Linked DNA regions of Sus scrofa: regions 2 and 3 are each linked to region 1. A link is a contact called in public HiChIP or PLAC-seq data. All regions are on one chromosome and are shown on one strand. Each heading gives the region's core, a stretch centred on a gene start, on an enhancer-like site or on the middle of the called end of the contact. The rest is flanking DNA. Distances are from core to core; before and after follow the strand shown.

The links. HiChIP or PLAC-seq counts read pairs in DNA pulled down with a chosen protein or histone mark.
Region 2: an H3K27ac HiChIP or PLAC-seq map of alveolar macrophages shows a contact between it and region 1. The contact joins two enhancer-like sites. A contact is called at or near these places in 6 of 47 Hi-C or Micro-C datasets (embryonic fibroblasts, liver, skeletal muscle and 1 more) and 2 of 2 datasets of contacts at active chromatin or transcription factors (alveolar macrophages and skeletal muscle).
Region 3: a contact with region 1 is called in an H3K27ac HiChIP or PLAC-seq map of skeletal muscle. The contact joins two enhancer-like sites. A contact is called at or near these places in 7 of 47 Hi-C or Micro-C datasets (embryonic fibroblasts, heart right ventricle, mesenteric adipose tissue and 3 more) and 2 of 2 datasets of contacts at active chromatin or transcription factors (alveolar macrophages and skeletal muscle).

What each region holds. Positions count from the first base shown.
Region 1 is chr4:79,937,190-79,940,037 of Sscrofa11.1, reverse strand. All of the region lies in intron 10 of SPIDR (DNA repair-scaffolding protein), which reads left to right. Among named protein-coding and RNA genes, the nearest start is that of CEBPD, 66 kb to the right of the region's middle. Within about 2 kb of position 1,342, at least 46 of the 83 cell types and tissues checked have an H3K27ac peak or open chromatin away from gene starts, as enhancers often do. A contact at or near this core is called in alveolar macrophages, liver, omental adipose tissue and 1 more, where this site is marked.
Region 2 is chr4:80,154,616-80,157,463 of Sscrofa11.1, reverse strand. All of the region lies in intron 5 of SPIDR (DNA repair-scaffolding protein), which reads left to right. Among named protein-coding and RNA genes, the nearest start is that of SPIDR, 35 kb to the left of the region's middle. Within about 2 kb of position 1,448, at least 18 of the 83 cell types and tissues checked have an H3K27ac peak or open chromatin away from gene starts, as enhancers often do. A contact at or near this core is called in alveolar macrophages, liver and skeletal muscle, where this site is marked.
Region 3 is chr4:80,069,275-80,072,122 of Sscrofa11.1, reverse strand. The region is part of intron 7 of SPIDR (DNA repair-scaffolding protein); the gene reads left to right. Among named protein-coding and RNA genes, the nearest start is that of SPIDR, 120 kb to the left of the region's middle. Within about 2 kb of position 1,387, at least 11 of the 83 cell types and tissues checked have an H3K27ac peak or open chromatin away from gene starts, as enhancers often do. A contact at or near this core is called in omental adipose tissue and skeletal muscle, where this site is marked.

The sequences.
Region 1 (2,848 bases), core at 93-2,592:
TGCATGATTCCACTTATGTGACATATTTAGAACAGGCAAATCCATAGAGCCAGATCAGTATGTTGCCAAGTATTTGGGAGAGGAGACAAAAGGAAGGCTGCTTAACAGGTTGGGATTTCCTTTTGGGGAAATATTCTGGGACTAGGACTAGTTAGTGCTGCTGGTTGCAGAACATGTGCATGTACTTGATGCCACTGAATTGTACACATGAAGATGGTGAAATTATAAATTTTATGTTATGGTTATTTTGCCACAATAAAAGGGATGAATTTCTATAGTATGTAAATTAGGCCTCAACAAAGCTGTTATAAAAATAAAAGGCATAATAACTTGGATTATCACCAGGGAACTATGCTAAGGGAAAAAAATTAATCCCAGAGATCATATACTACTTGATTCCATTTTTATAACATTTTGAAGTGGCCGTATTTCAGAAATGGAGGACAAATTAGATGTTATGGGTGGATGGTAGGGAGGTAGGTGGTAAAAGGTGTCACAAGGGTCCTTGTGCTGGTGGGCACAGGGTCCTCCACAAGTGATGAAACTTCACAGCTCCAAACACACACAGGTGAGAGACCAGTCAAGTGAGTGAGCCCTGGCCTGGGTGGGTGGATCATAGCCATGAGGGGTCTGGCGCGAAGTCTTACTGATGCCCAGGATACTGGGAGAAGGGGCCAAGTACTTATATAAGGGTCTCTGGTGACTCTCACAGCTGCTTCCTTCAGTAGAAATTTCAACTAACAAAAATATGTGAGAGTAACTGTACCTTTGAAAATTCGTTCTGGAGGCAAACTTGTATGAATGTGTAAAATGTCCTCTTCTGACTTGTCTTGGTCCGGTCACAGTCTTATCTCTAGGAACTGAGACCACAGTCCAAGCCCAGGACACCACAATTATGTCAGCATTATTCGTGTCCTCCTTAAAGACCAAGCTGGCAGCAGTGTTTTTTGTTTGGTTGATTTCAGCAATACAGTATTTTCCAATAATGAAGAGGAAGTATGAGTGTGGAAAAGGCCTTTCTCAGGCTTTTTGCCATCCTTTAGTTAAGTCACTTTCAGCAAAGAAAGATTATTATTCCTTCCTGTTCACTGATACTAGAAAGTTTTCATGTCACACTTTTATTTTAGCAAAGAGAAATAGGATTTTTAAATGAGTAGAGACCACATTTCTGTGCAGTAGGGATCATCCTGCTAACATCTCATGTTAAGAAGATAAACAGCGGGATTAACTGTTTACTTTAGGAGTGCAGTCTGGTTGTTTTTCAGGAGGACACAGTGTCCTGCTGTATCTGGTTTCCCGTCTGCGTGCGGGCTGGAGCTGGGAAGGCCCTGCCCCCTCGGCTCTCTTCCTCTGCACTCCCCCCAACTCCCCCGCCCCGGGTCTGGTCCAAACTCCCCTCTCAGCTTCCTTCCCCTTTCTCTCTCTCTCTTGCTTTTTTTCTCACTTCATCCTCTAATTTCTTCTGTTTCTCGTCCTTAAATTGAGGCTTAGTAGGGATTATAATGTGAAGAGAAAGATCCTTGTTGATTTTCAGAGGCTGTTTCAGTTGACACTGACCTAGAATAAAACAGCGGAGCCTGATTCTGATTCCGGGAATTCTTGGTGGACTGCTCAGAACTACTTCCCTGACTCGTGTAAACATCCCACATGTCACTTCATCTGCTTCTCTCTCGGAACACAAGCATAGACACACACACACACACACACACACACACACACAGATACACACACACACATACACTGCTTCTATGTTCTTATGTATCTATCTTACTGAGTCACAGAATGAAAGGAGGGAAAAATAAATACTTTTGAAAAGTTGGGGAGGGGCATTTAAAACTTCAAAGGGGAATTAAATTATAGTCTTACTAAAACCCCATCTATGAATCAACATTTGTTTTCCTTATTCCTTGTACTTTGTTCCATTGCTTTCACAGATTAACAATGCACGCATTTCTAGAATTTTTAAAGTGATCTTTAATGATGGGACATTTGGCTGTTACGAGAAGGAAAGAAACATTCTTAAAGACAAATATTAACTCCATGATGGACTTTATCCTTCTATCATGATATGCCTGGGATTGAACTGGGAACCTCTTATCTCTCTTATTTTATGTTGCTGGCATGTGCTGTGTAGTTTCATTTGGCACCAGTTTCAGTCAGTTCTCCCAGCCTCACCCTCATGTCTCAGAAATTCATGGAGTCCAAGTGCCGTAGTCAGGCTCTGGTGGCCAGGATGGGGTGCCCTGTGGCTGGGCAGGTAGAGGACACTGGGTTTGCTAATAAGCCTTGATTGCTTTACATAGAGAGGAGCTTCACTTACAACAGAACTTCAGGAGCTGGATATTGGGGACAGCACCACCAGGCTGACCATAGGCTGGTTTCACTGAGCCCCTTCCTGCAGATCAACCCTTTTACTGAGGAGCACACTCATGATATAAGGGGTGGGCTGAAGCGTGATAGGAGAAAACCACCTTCTTGTTGATAAACTGCATTGGTAACAATGTGAATTTGCCTGGTGGGTGCAGGAAACCAGGGTTCTGAGCACATATGGGTGTGGGCACTTAGCTGGGTGTGAAGCAAAGTGAAGTTATCTGGATTGTACAGGTTGGAAAGCTGAAGCTCCCAGCAGCCAGGCCCATGTCCACCAGCAGCAGAATTCAAGCAGCCCCTCCCTGGCCAGTGCCAGCAGGCACCACTTGCTAAAAATCATGAAGGTAGGGGAAGGGATTTTATTTAGGTGAAAGTCAGTGTTTTAGGCATGAATGGAACATTGCTTTTAAATAAGTAGCATTCACTTGCCAGACTATTATTCCAAGAGATCTGAATGGCAGACTGTCTTATGTAGCGA
Region 2 (2,848 bases), core at 199-2,698, 220 kb before region 1:
ATGATTTGCATCTACCAACCCCAAATTCCCCATCCAACTCACTTCCTTCCCCCTCTCCCTTGGCAACCACAAGTCTGTTCTCTATGTCTGTGAGTCTGTTTCTGTTTGATAGATTCATTTGTGCCATATTTTAATTTCCACATATAAGCAATATCATATGGTATTTGTCTTTCTCTTTCTGACTTACTTCACTTAGTATGAGAATCTCTTGGATTGAAAGAATCACTATTGTCAAAATGACTATGCTACCCAAGGCAATCTACAGATTCAGTGCAATCCTTATCAAATTACTAGTGACGTTCATTCTTTATAGAACCAGAACAAAATATTTTAAAATTTGTATGGAAACACAAAAGACCCCGAATAGCAAAAGCAGTATTGAAAAAGAAGAACGGAACTGGAGGAATCGGATATCCTGACTTCAGACTATACTACAAAGCTACAGTAATCAAAGCAGTACTGGGACAGAAACGGAAATACAGATCAATGGTACAGGATAAACACAAGCACCTATGGTCAAGTAATCTATGACAAAGGATGAGAGAACCTACAGTGGAGGAAAGATAGTCTCTTCAATAAGTGGTGCTGGGAAAACTACACAGATATATGTCAAAGAATGAAATTAGAACATTCTGTAGGAGTTCCCATTGTGGCTCAGTGGTAAAGAACCCAGCTAGTATCCATGAGGACACAGGTTCAATCCATGGTCTTGCTCAGTGGGTTGAAGATCCTCTGGTATTGCCATGAGCTATGGTGTTGGTCACAGATTGTGGCTTACATTTGGTGTTGCAGTGGCTGATGGCGTAGGCTAGCAGCTGCAGCACTGATTCGACCCCTAGCGGGGAACTTCCATATGCCATGGGTGAGGCCCTAAAAAGACCCAAAAAAAATTTCTCTAACACCATACACAAATATGAACTCAAAATGAACCTAGATTTTACTCAGGGACTTTGGCTTCAGTGCTGTGGTCCTGACCATTTTGTCAATAATAGTAATAGCAATAATATTAATAAAACACAGTAACCCTGAGTTCTTTCTTTATCTGAGACACTTTGCTAAGTGCTGATGGTGTTATCTAGATGTTATTAGCCCCATTTTATAGATAAGGGAATGGAGACATAGCTAATAAATGTCAGAATGAGCTTCTAACTCATAGAGTCTGGTCCCAAGTTCTCTTAATTACTTAAGTTCATTTTCTTGAAGTATAGCATCATTACATAACAACTTGGAGGAAAAGCATGATGGAAATCAAAGACCATAATGTTGCCTTTTAGGACATTTGTCAAATGGAGTTGATTATTGATGTGATTTTTCCTATGGTTCAGTATTGCTGTCTGGGTTTTTGATTTATCTTATTAGTGTCTTCCAAGAATCATTCCTATAGAGGGCAGCAGAGATACAGCAGTGAGTTTTCTGTGTAACCTACATTTTTAAGGAAGTGTGAAGAAAATTGGATTTAGGTGAGCTTTGTTATGTAATTTTCTTCTGCTTTATGTAGTGACTCCTATGCAAGTATAGGCTAATAGGTTTAATAAATATCAGATAACCCTAGTGAGGTTTGAGCTTTTGGTGAAGGTGCGTAAGAGAAGCTGGCTGGCATAAACAAGATCTGAAAGTAGTTCATGTAGGATTTGTTTTTTGTTTTTTGCTTTTTTTGCTTTTTCAGGGCCACACCAGTGGCATATGGAGGTTCCCAGGCTACAGGCCCAATTGGAGCTACAGATGCCTGCCTACACCACAGCCACAGCAACACCAGATCCAAGCCGTGTCTGCCACCTACACCACAGCTCACAGCAACACCAGATCCCCAACCCACTGAGCGAGCGAGGCCAGGGATTGGACCTGCATCCTCATGGATGCTAGTCCGATTCATTTATGCTGTGCCACAGCGGGAACTCTCTAGTTCATGCAGTTTTAAAGGGAAAACAAATGTGATTTTCAAATTTGAAATATGGATTCATTGTTATAAAACAGATGTGTTCCTTGGTACAACATTGTAAATCAATTATACTTTAATTTTTTTTTTTTTTTTTTTTTTTTTTGTCTTTTGTCTTTTTGTTGTTGTTGTTGCTGCTATTTCTTGGGCCGCTCCCGCGGCATATGGAGGTTCCCAGGCTAGGGGTTGAATCGGAGCTGTAGCCACCGGCCTACGCCAGAGCCACAGCAACTCGGGATCCGAGCCGCGTCTGCAACCTACACCACAGCTCATGGCAAGGGCAGGGACCGAACCCGCAACCTCATGGTTCCTAGTCGGATTCCAATTATACTTTAATTTTAAAAAAAGGTAAAAAAACAAACAAAATAACCAGTTGTGTTTTTTGTACTCTTAACAGTAGGGGCAGAACAAATAATTCAGTATGTCACAGAAGATGAAATATGGAAAAGGTTTAACAGAATTGGAATAAGCACAGTTTTATATTCTCACATAGGAGGATATTTAGAAAGTGATCAGACAAACTTAGAAAGTATTTGTAGATTGAATGAGCATATTTATAATTCTCTATTTTTATTTATTTCTATATATTCAGAAGACATTCAATTTCACTTTAGTTTTAATGATGAATTAGAATAAAATGATATGACTATGTATTAATTGTTAGTCTAAGTGCTATCCAATGTATATACATCGTTATAGAGTTGAAAGAATTTAATTATCATAATCAAAAGCACTCAGAAACCCTCTCTAAAATAAGTTTACATAGAAATTGACAAGGGAGTTCCAGTTGTGCTCAATGGAAATGAATCCGAGTAGTATCCATGGAGATACGAGTTTGATCCCTGACCTCACTCAGTGGGTTGGAGATCTGGCGTTACTGTGAGCTATGGTGTAGGTTGCAGATGTAGCTCG
Region 3 (2,848 bases), core at 138-2,637, 130 kb before region 1:
CATCAAGTCTTGCTGATTTCTACTTTGCAATTCTGTGTTGCACTTTTACCTGGCCCTGTCCATTGTTCCCGTGTAAAGTCATTCATTCTCAGTGCTTCCCCTCAGGGCCACTGGGTATTGCACTTATGATTGCTCTCTCTGGTCTCTCCCTGTACGCCCTTCAAGAGATGATGTCTTTTATACTGTCACACTCAGTGTTCTTGGAAGGAAATAGCACCTAAAACCAGAATATCTGCTTTTCTTTAGTAGTTGTGAATTCATTGTACTCCTACTGGGACATGCACTGCCCCAGCTGATTGTAGATTTTGCCTATTTTAACCCAATTTAAAGTGATTTAACTGATGATTTAGAAGTTGTTTGTTAGGCGTTCCCGTCGTGGCGCAGTGGTTAACAAATCCAACTAGGAACCATGAGGTTGTGGGTTCGATCCTTGGCCTCGCTCAGTGGGTTAAGGATCTGGCATTGCCGTGAGCTGTAGTGTAGGTCACAGATGCAGCTCGGATCCCACATTGCTGCAGCTCTGGCATAGGCTGGTGGCTACAGCTCCGATTAGACCCCTAGCCTGGGAACCTCCATATGCCATGGGAGCAGCCCTAGAAAAGGCAAAAAAAAAAAAAAAAAAAAAAAAAAAAGAAGTTGTTTGTTAGCATATCCCTTATTAATAGTTCCTTGAAAGTGGGAAGGTGTTGAGGGTTGGTGTTGGAGTAAGTATCAGAATAGCATGGTAGTAGGGATACCCTGGATTCTAGCAGCGCATCAGCAAGTTGTTTTTGCCTCAAGGTTTACAGTGTGTTGGCCTTGCAGTGGGTATGCTGTTCTGTACAGATGCACACGCAATTTTAGCTTCCTTTAGGATTACTTAGAGGAGAGTGGGTATAAGCTTTAAACACTAGAGGACTCTAGTAACCATCCACAGTAAGTAATTCGCTATTTTGTAATTGTGCTGAAATTTTTGTCAGTGCATTTATTTGTTTTTTCAATTGATGTTAAATTTATAAAAACAGTTAATTTAACAACCATATGACTTTTTAAAAGTTATTTTCAGTATTTCAATCCTATTTTCTGAGCCAAGAATATTACCTACAATGCTATGAAAGATTTTTAAATAAGGAGGTCTTTCAAAGAAAGTCCCTGCTTTGTGTGGGGGAAAGGGGTCAATATGCACACTAGATGGTCTCATGTACCACATTTGGGAAATTTAACCTGTAATAGCCCCTGTCTCAGCTTGGGCAGCCATAACAAATTACCACAGAACGGGCCGTTTAATGCTCACAGTTCTGGAGACTGGAATTCTGAGATTGGGGTGCCAGCATGATCTAATTCTGGCAAGGGCTGTCTTCATGGCATACAGGCAGCTGCCATCTGGCTGTGCGCTCATGAAGAGAGAGAGAGAGAGAGAAATTCAGCTCTCTGGATCTCTCCTTATCAGTACCCTAATCCTATCAGATCAGTGCCTCCATCCTCATGACCTCAATCTAACCTTAGTTCTTTTCCTCAGAGGCCACATCACCAACTATAGCTACACCGGTGAGTAGGCGGCTGGGGGCTGGGAGGGGGATGGTAGGGATTCAGCATGTGAATTTGAAGAGACAAAAACATTCAGTCTATGATGTTCTGCTCCTGGCCTTCCATAATTTATGTGCTTCTCACATTCAGAATACATTCATTCTGTCGCAACAGCCCCCAAACTCTTAACTCAATCCAGCATCAACTCCACAGTACAAAGTTTCATCTAGATAGCATCTAAATCAGATATGGATGAGACTCAGGTCCAGTTCATCCTGAGGCAAAATTCCTCAACAACTGGGCGCCGTGAAACCAGATGAGTTGTGTGCTTCCACACATAATGCTCGGTCAGGCACAGGAAAGACATATGTCCTAGGCAAGTCCAAAATCCAGGAAGGGAAATTGTATTAGATTTTAAGGCTCAGGGAAAATCCCCTTTTTTTCAGTCCTCTGCCCTCCAGCTCCACTGGAGAAAAGTCACCCCCACAACTTTGTCGGGCTTCTCACCCAAGGCTCTCTGCAGAGGTTCTACCCCTGGGCTGGGAGGGGCATCTTGGCCCACCTAAACCCGAAAGATAGCTGTACCTTTTGAAACCCGGGGGAAAAAAATCAGCCCTGGCCTTGGGCCTGTGGTGAGAGTAGCAGCCCTGATGATCTCTAAACCACCTTCAGGGTTACCCTTCTCTTTTTTGAAGGGTGATGTACATTCACAGGTAGTTCTTTGCCCTGTAAGAAGTCCAGCAGCCTTCCCTCATCTCCTCTGCTCTCTTCCCTTCAGTTCTCACTAGCAATGTTTCTGTTCCTATAGTCAAAAAATCAAGTGATAGTCTAGTCATACCCTTGGTATCCTATTCCCAGCATGCTCTCTCGCTCTCTTTCTTCCTTCCTTCCTCCCTGCTTCCCTCCCTCCCTCCTCCCTCTTCCTTCCTTCCTTGCTTTCTTCCTTGCTTGCTTGCTTTCCGTTCTTTTGAACAGGCTGAGAATTTTCTAGATTTTGAAGTTCTGCTGCTTTTTTTGCTTAACAGTTCCTTCTTCAATTCATGTCTTTCCTCTTGTGTTTTATTGTTAAGAGTCAAGAGGTAAAAAAAAAAATTTTTTTTTTAATGAAAAAAATAAAAGAGTCAAGAGGACCCAAGCTGTACCTTAAATATTTGCTTAGAAATCTCTTCTGCTAAATGTCTGAACTCATGGCTCTCAAGTTTCACCTTCTGCACAACACTAAAAAAATTCAGCAAAACTCTTTGCCATCTTATAATAAAAACTTCTGTCTTAGTTTGGGCTACTTTAATAATACACCATAGACTGGTTGGCTTATACAACAGACATTTATTTCTCCTAGTTC